Linked DNA regions of Sus scrofa: region 2 is linked to region 1. Evidence: chromatin contacts called from public Hi-C data. All regions are on one chromosome and are shown on one strand. Each heading gives the region's core, a stretch centred on a gene start, on an enhancer-like site or on the middle of the called end of the contact. The rest is flanking DNA. Distances are from core to core; before and after follow the strand shown. Region 1 overlaps SLIT3 (slit homolog 3 protein). Region 2 overlaps SLIT3 (slit homolog 3 protein).

Evidence for each region. Hi-C and Micro-C count contacts between places; a contact is called where the count stands out from the background.
Region 2: a Hi-C map of heart right ventricle shows a contact between it and region 1, with 1.8 times the contacts expected there. The contact joins two enhancer-like sites. A contact is called at or near these places in 3 of 47 Hi-C or Micro-C datasets (epiblast stem cells, fetal heart ventricle and heart right ventricle).

The regions. Positions count from the first base shown.
Region 1 is chr16:54,661,229-54,668,881 of Sscrofa11.1, forward strand. It overlaps SLIT3 (slit homolog 3 protein), which reads left to right. Exons shown (of 36, transcript XM_021076955.1): 4 at 6,558-6,629. Among named protein-coding and RNA genes, the nearest start is that of SLIT3, 110 kb to the left of the region's middle. Within about 2 kb of position 3,368, at least 4 of the 83 cell types and tissues checked have an H3K27ac peak or open chromatin away from gene starts, as enhancers often do.
Region 2 is chr16:54,733,050-54,740,702 of Sscrofa11.1, forward strand. All of the region lies in intron 4 of SLIT3 (slit homolog 3 protein), which reads left to right. Among named protein-coding and RNA genes, the nearest start is that of SLIT3, 190 kb to the left of the region's middle. Within about 2 kb of position 5,067, at least 2 of the 83 cell types and tissues checked have an H3K27ac peak or open chromatin away from gene starts, as enhancers often do.

The DNA of each region.
Region 1 (7,653 bases), core at 2,118-4,617:
AGAAAATACTGGGCTGCCAGCGGCTACAGTGAGCAACTCTGCCAGCAACTCTTGTTCAGGGTTTTCTGCTCTTTTGACTCTCTTCTGCTCAGACTTCTTCCCCTGATGGATCGTGACACCTGTACGTCCTCGTGGATGAGGGGACCACCTCTGAGCTGGGATTCCAGGCCTCTGAGTTTGATTTCCGCCCTTCTCTTGGGGTCTGCCGGGAAGACTTGGGTCTGTCTGTCCCTCTGCTGGGAGAAGCTTGGAGCTTCCGCTCCGAGTTGAAAGCTGCTTTGGCCCTTGTTAGTGTTTTTGAAAGTCCCAGTAGACCTGACAGGCCTCCAGGCTGCCCACGCAAGTGCCTGGAGAAGGGGACCCAACTGATAACATTGCTAAAGCCAACAGTCCTGGTGACCTTCAGAAATTAGCACCCTTTGGCGTCCTCTCTCCCTCAGGCCACGCCTGGGCAGCTGGACATCCCACAGCTCCCTGAGGAAGGGGAGGCGCTGGCTGCATGGGTGCTGGGGCCTGCTTCTGTCATCCTTCCTGCACCCAGGAGGGGCAGCACTGGCCCCACCCCTGCTCGGCTGGCTGCTCAGCAGGTCAGCGGCGAGGCAGGTGAGTCTGAGAGTTGCGTCTCCAAGAAGATTCTGAAAGATGCAGATGGACTTGAGCAACTGGGCCCTCTGGGAGTCCTGGTCACCTGCAAACCAGATGGCTCCCTTCTGCCAGCCCAGGGAGACTGTTGATTTTTCTGGCTCCCCTCATCAGCCGTCCCCACCTTATGATGGATTCCTGAAATTCAGCAGGCCCTTCTTGAAGGCCCCCTTGTCTGCCTGGGGCTGTGTCCGCTCAGAATGGCTCACCAGATAAAAGGTCTATTTCTCGCTCTCAAGCACCTCCAGAACTTAATGGGACGGCGAGACCTACACATGAGGATACACTGAGACAGTCTGTAACGACAGCTAAACTAAATGCCATTGTTATCCATGGTGACTAAGAGCACACGTTTGGCATCAAATGACTGGGTTCAAAGCCCATCACTTGGGTCCAGTTTGACTTGGGGTGAGTGCCTTAACCTTCTTAGGCCCTTGTTTCCTCTGGGGTGACTGAGAGTACCGGCCTCGTAGCACTTGCGAGGGGGATTTCATGAGATGGTGCCTGGGAAGCGCCTAGTCCAGCATCTGACTCATGGTCTTAATGCTATTCCCGGCCACGTTGCTAGTTGTCAAAACATATTTGAGGGGTCCCGGTAGTTTAGAAAGCCTGAATGGAGACACACACCCCTTCTGCACAGTGGTCCTCTCTTATCTATTTCTTTCAGGAGGGATTGGTCATTTCGATGGATCAGTTACCCAAGCAGGGGCCCCCGGGGTTCCACTTCCGTAACTCTCTCTAACCTCCTGTGCTTTTGGTCACAGAGCCCCGTTAACTGTACCTCCCCTCTGTCTCCTCCACTCCAGTACAACTCTTATGCTTCCCACAGCCACACTCCTCACCCAGGAGTCCTCTTTTAAGGGTTTGCCTTGCTTCTGATGCCATCCTCTTCCAAGCCAGGCTTACTGCTACTCAGGAGAACTTAAAAAATCCAAAACAGGTTTCCCTTTTTAAAATTCAAAACATCCCCTTGCTTTGACCCCTTCTGTGGCTCCCTGTGGCTCTCAGTAAACGGCCACACCCAGATCCTTTCTCAGGATCCACAAGGGCCCACACGACCTGACCCCTGCCTGGCTCTAGAGCTTGATCGCTTGGGTTTCTCGAGTCCCAGCAAGGTGGCCCTGTGGGCCCCCCCCCATGCTTCTCAGTCCCCTGGTCCTCATGCCCCTGCCCAGGGTGCACTCAGCATTTCGAACCCTTTGTCCCCATCTCCTGATCAGTCACAATTATGCTTCGAAAATAAACTCCAGGCCACTTGGTTTGGGAAGCCTTCCTTTCCCAGGTGTAGGTTTAATGCTCCTGCTCTGCGTTCCCACAAGATCTTTGCTTACCAGGTAATGCTGCAAATTTGTGTTTTCATGTCTTCTTCACTAGCATCTAACGTTCTTCTTTATCTACATATTATTCATGCAGACGCAGAAAGGGACTCTATCTTATTCATCTTTGTATGTTCATACTGAAAAACGACTGGGAGGATGGATGGATGGATAGATGGACTGATGGGTAGATGTATGGATAAGTGAATGATTGGATAGAAAGGGGGACGGGTGGATGGATGGATGGACAGACAGATGGGTAGAGGGTGGTTGTAGGAACTGATAAATTGATGGTTGCATGGGTTGAATGGCTAGATAAATGAGTGCATTCAATAAAGCGGCAAGAATCTCTAATTAGATCTTACACCCAGGTGCCTCCAGGGAGGTCATCCGTGGTACCCCAAAGACAAGGCTCTGTTCCTTAGAGTGTCACAGTTCAGGCTCAGAGTAGGAGATGACTTTGCAACTAGCAGCTGGTGGCTTTTTGACCTTGATGCAGGAAAGCTGAGAAGGAGGTCGATCTTGGAGGGACCGAGGACCCCCTGGGTGGGCTTTGTCTCGGCATCGAACCGCCCATATCCTGTTCGCCGTCCTCCTGGGGTCTGCCCTCACACAGGTGCCTTCCCGTCCTTGTCTCCATCCAGCTTGAACTCTGACAGATTTCCATCTCTGGGCCCAGGGTGACAGAGCAGAAGATGGCATGAGTGATGGAGGTCACCATGGCCTGTTGCCACGTCTGCCACCCAGCGCTTACCTGTTCCCCTGTCAGGAGAATAGCACGTTTCACTCTGTCTCTTTCCTGTTCAGGAGCTGCTCTTGCAGCAGCCACGTGAGAAGTGCCGCTTGTGCAGCTCGGCGCCTTCTTCAGCCCCTCCAGAAAGCCCTTTGAGGCCGACCAGGTTCACTAAATACACATGAATAAATCCTGGAATGGGATGAGCTAGAAGTGAAATGTAATGTCAGGCTGCTCTCGCTGCAGAGAACCAGCACGCAGCCCGCCCAAGCCCAGGCGGAAAGACCCCGAGGCTCTGGGGAAAGAGCCCAGCCCAGGCCCCCTGGAATCCTCATTCGGGTTTCTCAACCAGCAGGCAGCGCACCATTGGCTAAATTTGGTTGTTTTTATTTTTGTCCGGCCGCAAGTACCGGCAAAGAACTGAAAACGATTCCTTCCCTTCCTGGAGCCTCGGAGCCAAGCTGGTTTTATTTTTAGCTTCAGCTCTGGTTTTGAGCTTTCAGCGCACTCAGTGCCCTGCCCGCTGCAGGCAGTGGTGGGCTGGATGTCAGGACTTTTTGCCTAGACCGTGGCGTTGGTTGTCTGAGCGTAACTCTCACCAGGCTTTGTGCGGCCGTGACAGAAGAGGCTGGTTCCACCACATAGAGACCCGCTTCTGGCCTTAGGGACACCAAGAGCATCCTTCTGGGGGAGGGACGTGTACTCGGGGGGGATGGTGGCCTGGGCTGGCATGGAGGAGGCGGCAGCCTTGGCTGGAAGGAAACAGAGACAGAAAGAAGGTGAGGAAGGGGAAAACAGAGGGAAAGGAAGCCGGCACTGATTGAAGGGTTTCGAATGACACGGTGGTTGAGAACCAGGGGTCTGGAGGCAAACAGCCTGCGTCCAGATCCTGCCTCTGCCGCTTCCTCACGCCGTAACCTCGCAGAATGCCCTCTGCCACTCTAGGTGTCGGTGTCCTCATCCTTTAGGCGCAGGTAATGATGACACCAGGCTCGAAGCTGTGCTGCCTGAGATCCTACCTCTCCAGCATGAAGCGTAGCATCTGCAGTTAGGACTGAACTCGGTTTAGTGATTATGGCTCTTATTGCTAAGTTAGATGCTTATGCATACATTGTATCATTAAGACTTATTGCAACCGCTGAATAGGGTTATTTTGCAAGATGGGAAACTGAGGCCCCACAGCAAGAGCACGGTGCAGCCAGACCTGAACCCAGGTCAGCTGGCCTCAAAGTCATAGCACCACGCCTTTTCGGGGACCAGTGCTCCCACGTGTTAGAAAGGACCGTAGGGGAACTTCTCTAAACAAGGAGGCAGACTCCCCCGCCTCATCCTTCTCTCCTCTGGGCTCCCCTCTTTCTTCCCACTGTAACAACAGAAACTCACAAAGAGCAGATATGAGGAGTGAGCAAAAGAGCACTGGTTAAATCCATAGAGACGCCAGTGGTGGCTGCCAGGGCCGAGGGGGTTGGCGGAGTGGGATGCTGTTGTTTAACGAACACAGTGTTTCAGTTTTGCACCGTGAAACAGCCCCGGACATCCCTCGTATAGTGGTGGGAATACACTTCATACTACAGAACTAGAGGACTGGTTAAGGTGGTCCATTTTATGTTATGGCTTTTGTTTTAGCCATAGTTGAACAAGAACGAAAAAGAAGAAAGCGCGGGGTGTCAGGTCTGCGTTTTGGTTGGGGGGGGGTGCAGGGAAATGGAGCTGAGCTTGTCCAGCTTGCCATCCTTCTCTTTGGCTTCCTCCCAGACAGGAGTCTCACCCACGCACCGCTGCTCCCCACCTGCCCCCCGACCATCCTGAGCCCTTGCAGGGTGGAGCCACAGGCTTCTGACCAGAGCCTCCTTCTTCTCAGAGGGGATTTTTTTTTTAAATTATTACTCAATTTATTACATTTATAGTTGTACAATGATCATCACAATCCAATTTTATAGGATTTCCATTCCACACCCCCAGCGCATTCCCCCCACCCCCCAACCTGTCTCCTTTGGAAACCATAAGTTTTTCAAAGTCTGTGAGTCAGTATCTGTTCTGCAAAGAAGTTCATTGTGTCCTTTTTTCAGATTCCACATGTCAGTGAAAGCATTTGATGTTGGTGTCTCATTGTCTGACAGACTTCACTCAGCATGACAGTTTCTAGGTCCATCCATGTTGCTAAAAATGCCGGTATTTCGTTCCTTTGAATGGCTGAGTCATCTTCCATTGTGTATATGTACCACATCTTCTGGATCCACTCCTCTGTCGATGGACATTGAGGTTGTTTCCATGTCTTGGCTATTGCAAATAGTGCTGCAGTGAACATTAGAGTGCTTGTGTCTTTTCGAGTCGTGGTTTTCTCTGGATAGATGCCCAGGAGTGGGATTGCTGGATCTTAAATGCTCCCGTCACATGCTCTGCCCTTTTAAACTTCCTTCTAGTCTCCTGTCCCTCTCAAGTTTTTGTCGCTTAACCTGGAATGAAAAGGGGAAAAGAGCAGAATCATCCCCCACCCTCCCCGCCGCCGGGAATCCTGCCAGCTTGGAGCAGTGTGGGGAGCGTGGGCTTTGGAGTCCGAAGCTGAGAAGAAGCTCACCTTTTCTTCTCGTCAGTTTGCTTAGCTCCAAGCTGGGCTAATAATTATCCCACGTAGCCAAACATGCACGGTTTACTCTAAGTGGAGAAATTCAGCCAGGCTGTAAACTGCTCTTTTGTACCAGGAGATTCTGGGGCGTGATAGTCTGAAGATTCTGGGGTCAGGAGATCTGGGGACCCTGGTGTGCGCATCACGGAGCGGGCTTGAAGATGCTTGGACAGAGAGGCCTGGGAGCAGGCACGGGCTCTCCCTCTTGGCCTCCCATTCCTGGGAGAGCAGCCTCCGTGGAGACCCACCGTGGCTCACTGCCCTCCACCCCCTTGCCCGGAAACTCAGACGGCCGCCTTTTCTGTGGGCATCACGTCACCAAGGACCATGCTCAGGAGGGAGTCCGGCTCTGTGGGCAGCCTCCAACATAGGGCATTTGTACTGGGCTGAATTTTCCCCCCAGCCACACTGCACACCTAGACTGTGGTCCCTTCCCCATTGGGCACAGCAGGAACACTGCCCAGGGCCAACAGTACTTTTTAGGGACCCATAAAAATGGTTTAATGTCTTTGAAAATTAACAGGAAAAAAAAGAGTGTTCGGGTCAAAGTGAATGATATATAATATGAATATATTTGTTTGTATACCAAAAACAGTCATAAAATACAATATTTATTTTTTTTAATGGGGCGGGTACCCACTGAGGCAGAAGTGCCAAAGGCTCACGAAAGTCATAACACAGCCCGGCTCTGGTCCAAAGAGCCAGACGGGCAGGGATTCCCGTTAGTCCCTTAACCCACAGTGATGTGTCCCATCCTCTTCCCTGTTCCTGGAACAACTGCCGTCTAGTCCTGCCCCGCCCCGCCCAGCCCCGACTTAGGGTCTGGACTCTTCTCTCTGGTGTTTTATTTGTGTGTAGGGACCCCTTTCACATGTCCTTTCCATCCCTTGGCACTGGCTGCCTGGAGCCAGCGCGTCATGAGAAAAGCTCAAGAGCCTGTCTGAGGTTCGTGGGAAAGAATGTTGTCCCCAGTGAGTGATGTCTCTTCGAGGCTCGTGACAGCGGAGTGGCAGCAAGCATGCTGGGTTCGTACTCGTGACAGACCTTTGCCTTTCAGCCCCACCTTGGCCACAGGCTCCCTGAGGTGGAATATGCCGTGCACGTGCTGAGCATCCCACGGGGAAAGATCTAGAAGCCTCTTGATACCTGTCGATGGATGGATTGCAGGTGCGTCTGTGAATACTCTTGACCCAGTTTGATGTCCCCTTGACATCCTTTCATTCTTTTTTCCCCCCTTCAGGCGCCTGAACAAGAACAAACTCCAAGTCCTCCCGGAGCTGCTTTTCCAGAGCAACCCGAAGCTCACCAGACTGTGAGTAGAGTGGGATTCTCTTCTCTGCCTCGTGCTTGCTCGCCGTTGGTGCCGCGGAGAACGTGGTTGCCTTAGCGTGGGGTGCCCTGAGCCGCGTGGAGTTGGGCAGCGAGTCCATACATGTGACACGTGGAGCCAGGCTTCAGCGCGCCGGCCCCGGTGCTCCCCCGGAGCCTGCCTTTCACGCTCCCTTTCTGCAGAGATTTCTGCAGACATCAGCCACCTACGTGGCTGGCGAGGCTGCGGACCTGTGGTGGTGCATCTCCTTTGCAAAGAGGGAGAAAACTCCCCTTTTCAACGTGGGTGTGGATTTCCCTCGGGGAAATGCCCTGAGGCTGGGCTTGGAGGTGAATGGACACAAAACTGCCAGTGGTCTCAGGGGGGCGGTGGTTTGGAGTAAACGTTGCAACCTCACCGCCTCGCCGGCGATAAGGATTCCTGCCCTTTGCCTGCTTCCTGCCACTGCCAGTCCAGGAATCCTGGGGCTGGAGGTTTGTGAAGTTGAGGGGAAAGGAAAGGAACACCTCGACTTTTGCTTTGTCGCCGGAATGGTCTGGAATATAATGAGAGAAGGAGACTCGGAGATGCCTCCTTGTATTTATTCCGCGTGCGAGTCTGGAAGCTCCGGAGCTGGAGATGCACTTCAGGATGGGCACTGGGACTCGTGTATTGGGGGTGTTAGGCAAGTGCTAGTTATTGACAGTGAACAGCTCCATGACTTTGAACCTGAACGTCCTGCCGGCAGTGACGAGTGCACATGGTGGATGAATTGGTTGCCCAAGGCTTGACTTTCTGGCTGGAGCGACAGGTGTGTGACTGCTTAGTGGTCAGGCAGTGAGATTTATAGCCTAGCTTGGAGGACTCTAACTCTTCTGGGGAGCGTCCAGTCCAGTATGGTGGCCCCCCTCCTCCTTTCCATCGACTGTGTTTAATACCTACTTATGCAGCCCTCGGATGCATGTAGGTTCCAGGATGGATTGGGAAACAGGAAACACATGTTCGCGTGTGCATTTAAGAATGAGAT
Region 2 (7,653 bases), core at 3,817-6,316, 74 kb after region 1:
TCACTGTAAAAATTCGAGAAATTTTTCAGAAAATAGCACCTCAAAATAATTATTCTTCCCACTTCCCAAAGACAATTATTGTTGATATTTTGCCATCTCCTACTGCATATTTATGCATTTTTCCTCAGAACATATTATGTGTCCTTTTTAATATTTTTATACAACACCATCATAGGCATTCTACCTCTTTTTTTAAATGATGATTAAATTGATATGTAATAATTTCCAATGTAAATAATCTTTATTTCACTTAATCCTTCTGTGATATATTTGCTTAATTTTTCATGCTGAAAAAATATTTTTTTTGGCAGCACCCCCAGCATATGGAAACTCCCGGGCCAGGGATCAAACTCACACCACAGCAGTGATCCAAGCCACTGCAGTGACACCGCCAGAGCCTGAACCTGTTGCACCCCAAGGGAACTCTGAGAAAAAATTTTTAAAGTAGAGCTCTCCTCCCTTTATATATTAGATTATTTCTATAAAATAGAATCTTAGAAGTGGGGTTATTATTATAAACATTTTAAGGTTTTTGATACATTGTGGGGTGAGGGACCCGATCTTATGAAAGCTCTGTAGAAGTCAAGTCATGACGCTAAATGTCCTCGCTTTGTCCTATGTCACTGCCTGCTCTCTGGACTTAAACTTCTGACTTAGCCAGAACACTCACGTTCTGATGCATTCATTCATTCATTGCTCATTTATTCCTTCACTCACTCACTCACTCACTCACTCACTCACTCATTCACATAAGTCTCGTTAGATGTCAGGCACTCTACCAGATGCTGAGGATAAGATGCTAAGCAAAACTAGAATTCCTACTCTGGCTCAGGAAGATTTGGTTGAGAAAAGGGTTCGATCAGAGGCTGAATGGTTTAACGCTGACTGTCTACTTCTGGTTTTGTTTTTCTACCTGAAATCTGCTGATTCTAGAGAGAGATGGCCATACCCTATGCAATTTGAGAGACATTTCATTTGAGCCCTGGAGACAAAACTAAACCATTTGCTCTGTACAGGGCTGCTCATGGGTCTTACCTCCTTTTAAAAATTAAAATGCACTTGCCTTTCTGCTAGCAGTGGAAAGTGCAGGCTGGGGTCGGGATTTTCCGCTGATTTTAAGGACTGTGCCTGGTTTTAATGTTCTTTGCATTGGAAAGCAAAGTCCCTGATTTTATGACTCTACCCTTCAGATCCTTCTCATGGGTCATCTTAACCTCTTTTTTTTGTTTGTTTGTTTGATTTGGTTTTGCTTTTTAGAGCCACATCCACGGCATATGGAGGTTCCCAGGCTAGGGGTCCAATCGGAGCTGTAGCCACTGGCCTACTCCACAGCCATAGCAACGCCAGATCCGAGCTGCATCTGTGACCTGCACCACAGCTCATGGGAACTCGGGATCCTTAACCCACTGAGCAAGGCCAGGGATCGAACCTGTGTCTTCATGGATACTAGTCAGGTTCGTTAACTGCTGAACCACGACGGCAACTCCCCAAGATTTTTTTTTTTTTTTTCTGGTCATCTTAACTTCATACAGAGCATTTGCATTTGCCTTTTGCCTTCTTTGTGATGGTGACTGGAAGTGAGAGCCACCATCTGAAAATGGCTTCTCCATAGGCTTGGAGGATAGACGTGTGCCTCTTAGCAGCCTGTGACTGAGGTCAGTGAGAGGAACTCTCCGACCAGCCCTGATGAAGAAGCCATGGTCGGTTGTCTGGGGAAAGTTTTGTCTGAATCACTTGAATCAGTGAAGTCAGAGCAGACTTTTCATTGTGATTATGTGGGTCATGCAGTCCTGATGCCTCCCGGTGGACCTCAGTAAAGGGTGACTAATGGATCACAGGGTCGCCTGGTTAAGTGGAGGAGAAAAATCTGGGCAGCCAGGGGCAAGGCTTGAGGCAGTCCCCGTCTGTGGCCACCCTCCGGCCAAGGCTGTCTGCTGTCACCCAAAGACACTGACTCATCAGAGCCTCATTAGAGGAAACTTCAGACACTCCCGGGCAGGTTCACGTACCCCCAGCTTTGCCCCTTGCCCCTGGCGCCTTGGGTGGTTGATACCTCGGGGTCAAGAGGGCAGAGCCTGTGGCCGTGAGCAGAGCTGCTGTGGGAGAGCTCGCGGAAGGCAGCACTCCGTGTGAACCACGCTGTCATTTGTGAGAGGGTCAGCCCAGCGCAGGCTCTGCTCTTCGTGATGTCACCACTGAAGTCCCCTGGCTCTGAATCCCAGTTGTTTCTTATGTTAACTCTTTCGGTGTTGCTGTTAGTTGGTAATAAGAGAAGAGGTTCTGAAGATTACTCTGTATTTTACCTTCAGTAACGTCCTGGCGTTCCCTGGTGAGGTTTGCATCTTTCTTTCTCTCCCCCCGGAGCCCCACCTACCGGCTTCCTCTTCTAGTCCCCATCCCCGACTCTCCTGCCTCTCTCTTTTATACGGTTGCTTTTTAATTCTTCAGAGCCCTTGTCACTTCAGAACTCAAATAGGATGCCCAAGCTGAATGACTTAAAATAAAACCTTAGCCCAGGATCTTGGGTGAGCAGATGTTCTTCTAAGTTGGGAGGTTAAACCACGTGCCTGGGCAAGCTGGAATCCAGCATGGCCTCTGGGACCAGTCTCCCCTGGTAAGTGTGGTGTCTCCTGCTGCAGGGTCTCTCTCTGGGTCCCCATGCAAACATGTTGTCAGGAGATGAGCTCAAAAGCAAGCTCACCAAAATGAAGCCCCCAAGGAGTGTGACCTCTGCGCCCCCAGCTGATGTGCTCTTCCAGCAGCCGGGCCAGAAGCAGGTTTCATCAGCTGGTTCGCAAGCTGGTTTCATCTCTACCTGAGGAAAGATAAAGACCTCTGCTCAGGAAATGCGAGCCCCTGTTCCCAGACCTTGCTCCTCTCAAGCTGATGGACAGGTATGGAAGGAATGCATTTGTTGGGAGGAATTCAGTGGTGCCCAGGCACAAATGGAAGTGACATTCTTATCTGTCTTTTTTCTACTTTGGGGAAAAGAAAAAAAAAAAAAAAAAAAACCTCGGTGGAGGGGGATGCTTGCAGGGAGAGGGGTGCAGAACAAGCTGTCTCAGTTGCAGCCAGCTGTCACTTGTCAGTGGATTCTGACAAGGGCATCTGGCTTAGTGGGCGTGCAAGCCAGGGATGTGCCTAATCGTGGAGGCAGAGTGACCAGTGGGCAGCGAAGTCAACCTTCACTGCAAGTCAGGAACAAGCTGCCAGGACCGAGCTTGCCCTGGGTATAGTCTCTAAAAGAAGGGCGTTCCCCACCCCGTGCTGTTCGTCACACAGCTCCATCTTCACTCTGCTCTTTGGCGTTCCTTTAGCTTCTCTTTCTAACCAGAAGGTTTTTCAAGTGTCCAAGGCAGGAATTAAGTGAACTGGTTAACCTGAAATTCTGATCCCAGGGTTGGCCAAATGCATTACGATTCAAGATAATGCTGCATTGCTGTTGTAGGTGATGTGACACCGGAGATATATTTTCGTTCACATGCAAAAATGGGCAGGACGTAATAGGCAAAACACAAAGGCCATGAACGGTATGCACAGGACATTGCCATCTTGGGATTCTTTATAAATATGTGTGCATTTGAAAAAGGAAAGTGGAAAGGATGACACCAAAGATTTACATAGTCATCTTTTTTGTTTGTTTGTTTGTTTTTTAGGGCTGCATCCACGGCATATGGAAGTTCCTAGGCTAAGGGTCAAATTGGAGCTGCTGACACTGGCCTACACCTCAGCCACAGCAACACGGGATCTGAGCCGCATCTGTGACCTACATCACAGCTCACGGCACCGCCGGATCCTTAACCCACTGAGCGAGGTCAGGGATCAAACCCATGTCCTCATGGATCCTAGTCAGGATCCTTAACTGGTGAGCCATGACGGGAACTCCCTACAGAGTCATCACTTTTAAGGTGATGCTACTGATGATTATTTTTCCTTTGAGGTTTTTCTGTTGCTCCAGAAGTTTTCTCTCCTCTGATGACATAACAATCACTCAAGTTCTAGCAATTTCTAACTATGTTTGCATTCGGTATCTACTACACCTGTCCTTTCCACGTTCTGGAAGGTGCAGGTGGGGTCTGAAATCCATCTCCTGATTCACTTGCAAAATCATCCCTGAGCCTGCGTCTTCCCAAGGGAAAGGGAGGCTTTTTCTCATTTATCTGCTCAGCAGAGATGCCTTTTTTGCATTCCTTCAATGACAATGGATTTTCTTGCAGCAGCTCTGCTTCTCTGTCTATGTGTGTGCATCACTAATCATCTTAGCCTTCTCAATATAACCACCTATTATAAGAGGGAGTTATTTCCCAGACTAAATGTAGCGGATTCTTTATACTCAAGGTTCAGATTTTAGAAATAGCTTTCTACAGAGTTAAGTGTTCAAGGGTTCTTCAGGCGAACCCATTTCTTTGGGGGTCCGTTTTATGTGCTTAAATTTATAGTTCCCAAGGATGATCATGGTTGAGGGGAAGCAAGCATATTTGACTTTGAAATATCAGTACTAGACACTGACCAATAAAGACCCAACTAATCCCCAGATGCCAGTAGGCTGCAGGCCAGTCCTCATTGTTCCAGGAGATGGCAATGGTGTCACTAGTGGCCTAAAAAATAAAGGGGACAGTATGACCATGTGGCCATGCTCTGGGGAGGAAGATGGTCAAATTCTTCCATCCTCTTCTGCGTCTCTTTGTACGGCCTCACCCTTGTTTTTCACGGGGCTACAGAGGTAGCTTACTGGAGGGCAGCATGAGCTATCCTGTAGACACGAACCAGTGGAACCACATGGCTCCCAAGAGTTCTTTCCTCAAGTCAGAGAAACGCTGTGATGAGCCAGGAGGACGCTGGGTACCAGAGCCCAGGGCTTTGATGGTACACATGCAAAAGGCAGACACGTTGCAAAAATAGCTTCCCTGACCCCAGAGACTGGGGTGGCCTTGTTTTAATTTCAAGGTTGGAATAATGACAGCTTTACAGACAACCAAATAGTTATTCCAGGTCCTCCCCTTGAGCGTGTGGTCTGAGACCTTGGCTTGCGTCGTCTAAGTGTGTAATAACATCTGATTGTGCTCCCAGCGGTCCTGTGACAGCCTTCACTTTGAGTTCTATTTCAGAACACGCTCCCTATCTGGAAGCACCTAAACATAGGCCCTCGTGAGGCAGACTTCAGAAGCAGCATTATCTATAGGGCACTTTGGGGCCAAGCTGGTCAACTCCTCACTCTCAGCTCAGTGAAAGGCAACAAGACGTCACCCTTGTATTTTAGGGGGATGGGAAAAGGAGCTACCATCTTCCAAGCAGAATGAGTGCCTCAGGGTAGCTTATGAGCTGCCCTCGAATTCTCTGAGAAGCCAGTAGAATTGGAGAGTCAGGTGATGACTTGAGGGAGAGGAAGAAGGCTCTGAACTAGGAATCAGAGCTGCTCCTGATTTCCTCGCTAGGTCATTATCTGTGACATTAGCATCTCTAGTCCGTCACTAAGGGGCCCCTCCTACTCTAAAACCCCGTGACTTGTGAACAGAACCACTTCCTAAGAAAAATCACTCACAAAGAAAAATCACTCACAAGGAAAAGCCTTCCAACCAGAAAGAAGTGTTGAGTGTTTTTCCCTTTGTCTCTCCCATATTTACAGACAGTGGGGTTTTAGAGACTGTTAATGATGAGACTGTGTTCACCTCATAGAATAGCCTCCAAATGGGTATCCAGGGCAACAAGGAATATCGAGATGAATGATCTTGTGAACGCTGGCAGACTGTGAGAGCCAAGCCCTTTCAATTCTGAGTGTTGAACACAGACCCTAGCCCTTTGAGGGTAATGGGAGCATCTCCCTGCGGAAAAGTCAGGTGTTTGAGGCACGTACACAGTAGACACAAGTCCGCAGGGGTAGGGGTTGGGGGTATTTGATGTCACCGTGGTTGAGGAGTCTAAAGCTATACAGGCTGCGTCACTCAAGAACTCGAATTTATTCTTGCCCTCTCTTGAATGAAATCAAGTTGAGACTGAGTCCATTTCAACTGTCATCCAAAAAGTGTAGGTTTGGGGATGTCTAGAGTTAAGTCTGAGCCACTGTGGTTAAGAGATGAGGCTCTGAGCCACAGCTCCTGGGGCCTCTCATGAGTGTGGTTGTGCTGAAGAGTCTTTGAGAACATACCTTAGCAGTTTGACATATCTGGATTATAATCCTGGCTCTACCACTTAGCAGCTGTGTAAATTTGGACAAGTTAATGCCTCTCTAACTTTAGCTTCCTTATTGCATTCTGGGGCAGGGGGGAATATAGTATGTTCCATTTGGTGGGTAGTTATGAGAAGTAAGAGATCGCACAGTACATTCCCAAGAAATGGAGGCTCAGTTCATAAGAGAAGATCCTGTATCAATCCTGAGACCTAAATGCTAGGATCAGATCCGGCAGCACTAAAACAGGAGGAAGGGGACTAGCTGGATGCTGCATGTGGGTGGTAGGTCAGAGGTGGTTAAGCCAGGACTGTGGTGGGTAAATACCAGTGGGAAGCTAAGCACAGATAGCTGCAGCTGTGGAGGTGGGCACAGAGCAGAGGGATGTGTGCCAGGTAGGAAAATCTTGAATCACGTGTCTTAGTTTCTTACAGCTGCTGTAACAAATTACTATGGCTGTAGTGGCATAAAGAAACACAAATTTATCATCCTACAGTTCTGAGGTCAGAAGTCTGAAATGGGTTTCACTGCATTGAAATCAAGGCATTGTTAGTGCCATACTCCTTCTGGGGGCTCTAGGCTACCCATTGCCTTGCCTTTTCCAGGTTCTAGAGATTGCTTGCATCACTTGGCTCATGGCCCCTTTCTCCATCCTCAAAGCAGCAGCATAGCATTTAAATCACTCTTGTTTCTGTTGTCACATTACCTTCTCTCTCCTCCTGGGCCAGTGGTGGGCAGCACTAGGTAGAAATCACTACCTGCCCCCCCCAACACACACACACACACACACACACACACACACACACACACACACACACAGATTTCTCCAAAGTCTGTGCTTCCAGAGCAACTATTTGAGGAAGATGGACAAGGCTAGAAAATCAGGCCCTGCTGTTGTTCCATCTTATGTCTTATTGCACCATCCCAAGCTGATGACTAACTTTTTATCAGTGATCAGTTAGGTTTCCTGAAAGATCAAGTTAAGCCTCATTTTAAATGAGAGGAAAGGTGAGGTTCTCTTTACGTTTCTCCTTAAGAAGACATCCTTCTTGATTCTGTTCTGTTCCTGCAACTAGAGGAGGGTTTTAAATAGCCAGATCCACAGATGGATTTGGAGGCTGGCAAGTGGTACAAACGTGAAGGGCCCTTATGATGAAAAGGGATTTTAGTACCTCTCCCTCATCAATTAGCTGATCATTTTTTTCTTTCTTTAAATAGTATAGCAAACAAATGTTCTGATAAGGTTGTCTTTGGTGTGGTTTCTTGAACGGAGCCGGTTTTACTTGGCAATGCTGCAGGAAAACCATCCAAGTCAGGTGAACCAGGAAATCACTTAAGTAGCAACTCAGGTGAGCACCCACTCTTTGAGAAAGTTGATGTTAAGATTGGAGGGAATGGAGTTCCCGTCGTGGCACAGCAGAAACAAATCCGACTAGGAACCATGAGGTTGCGGGTTTGATCCCTGGCCTCGCTCAGTGGGTTAAAGA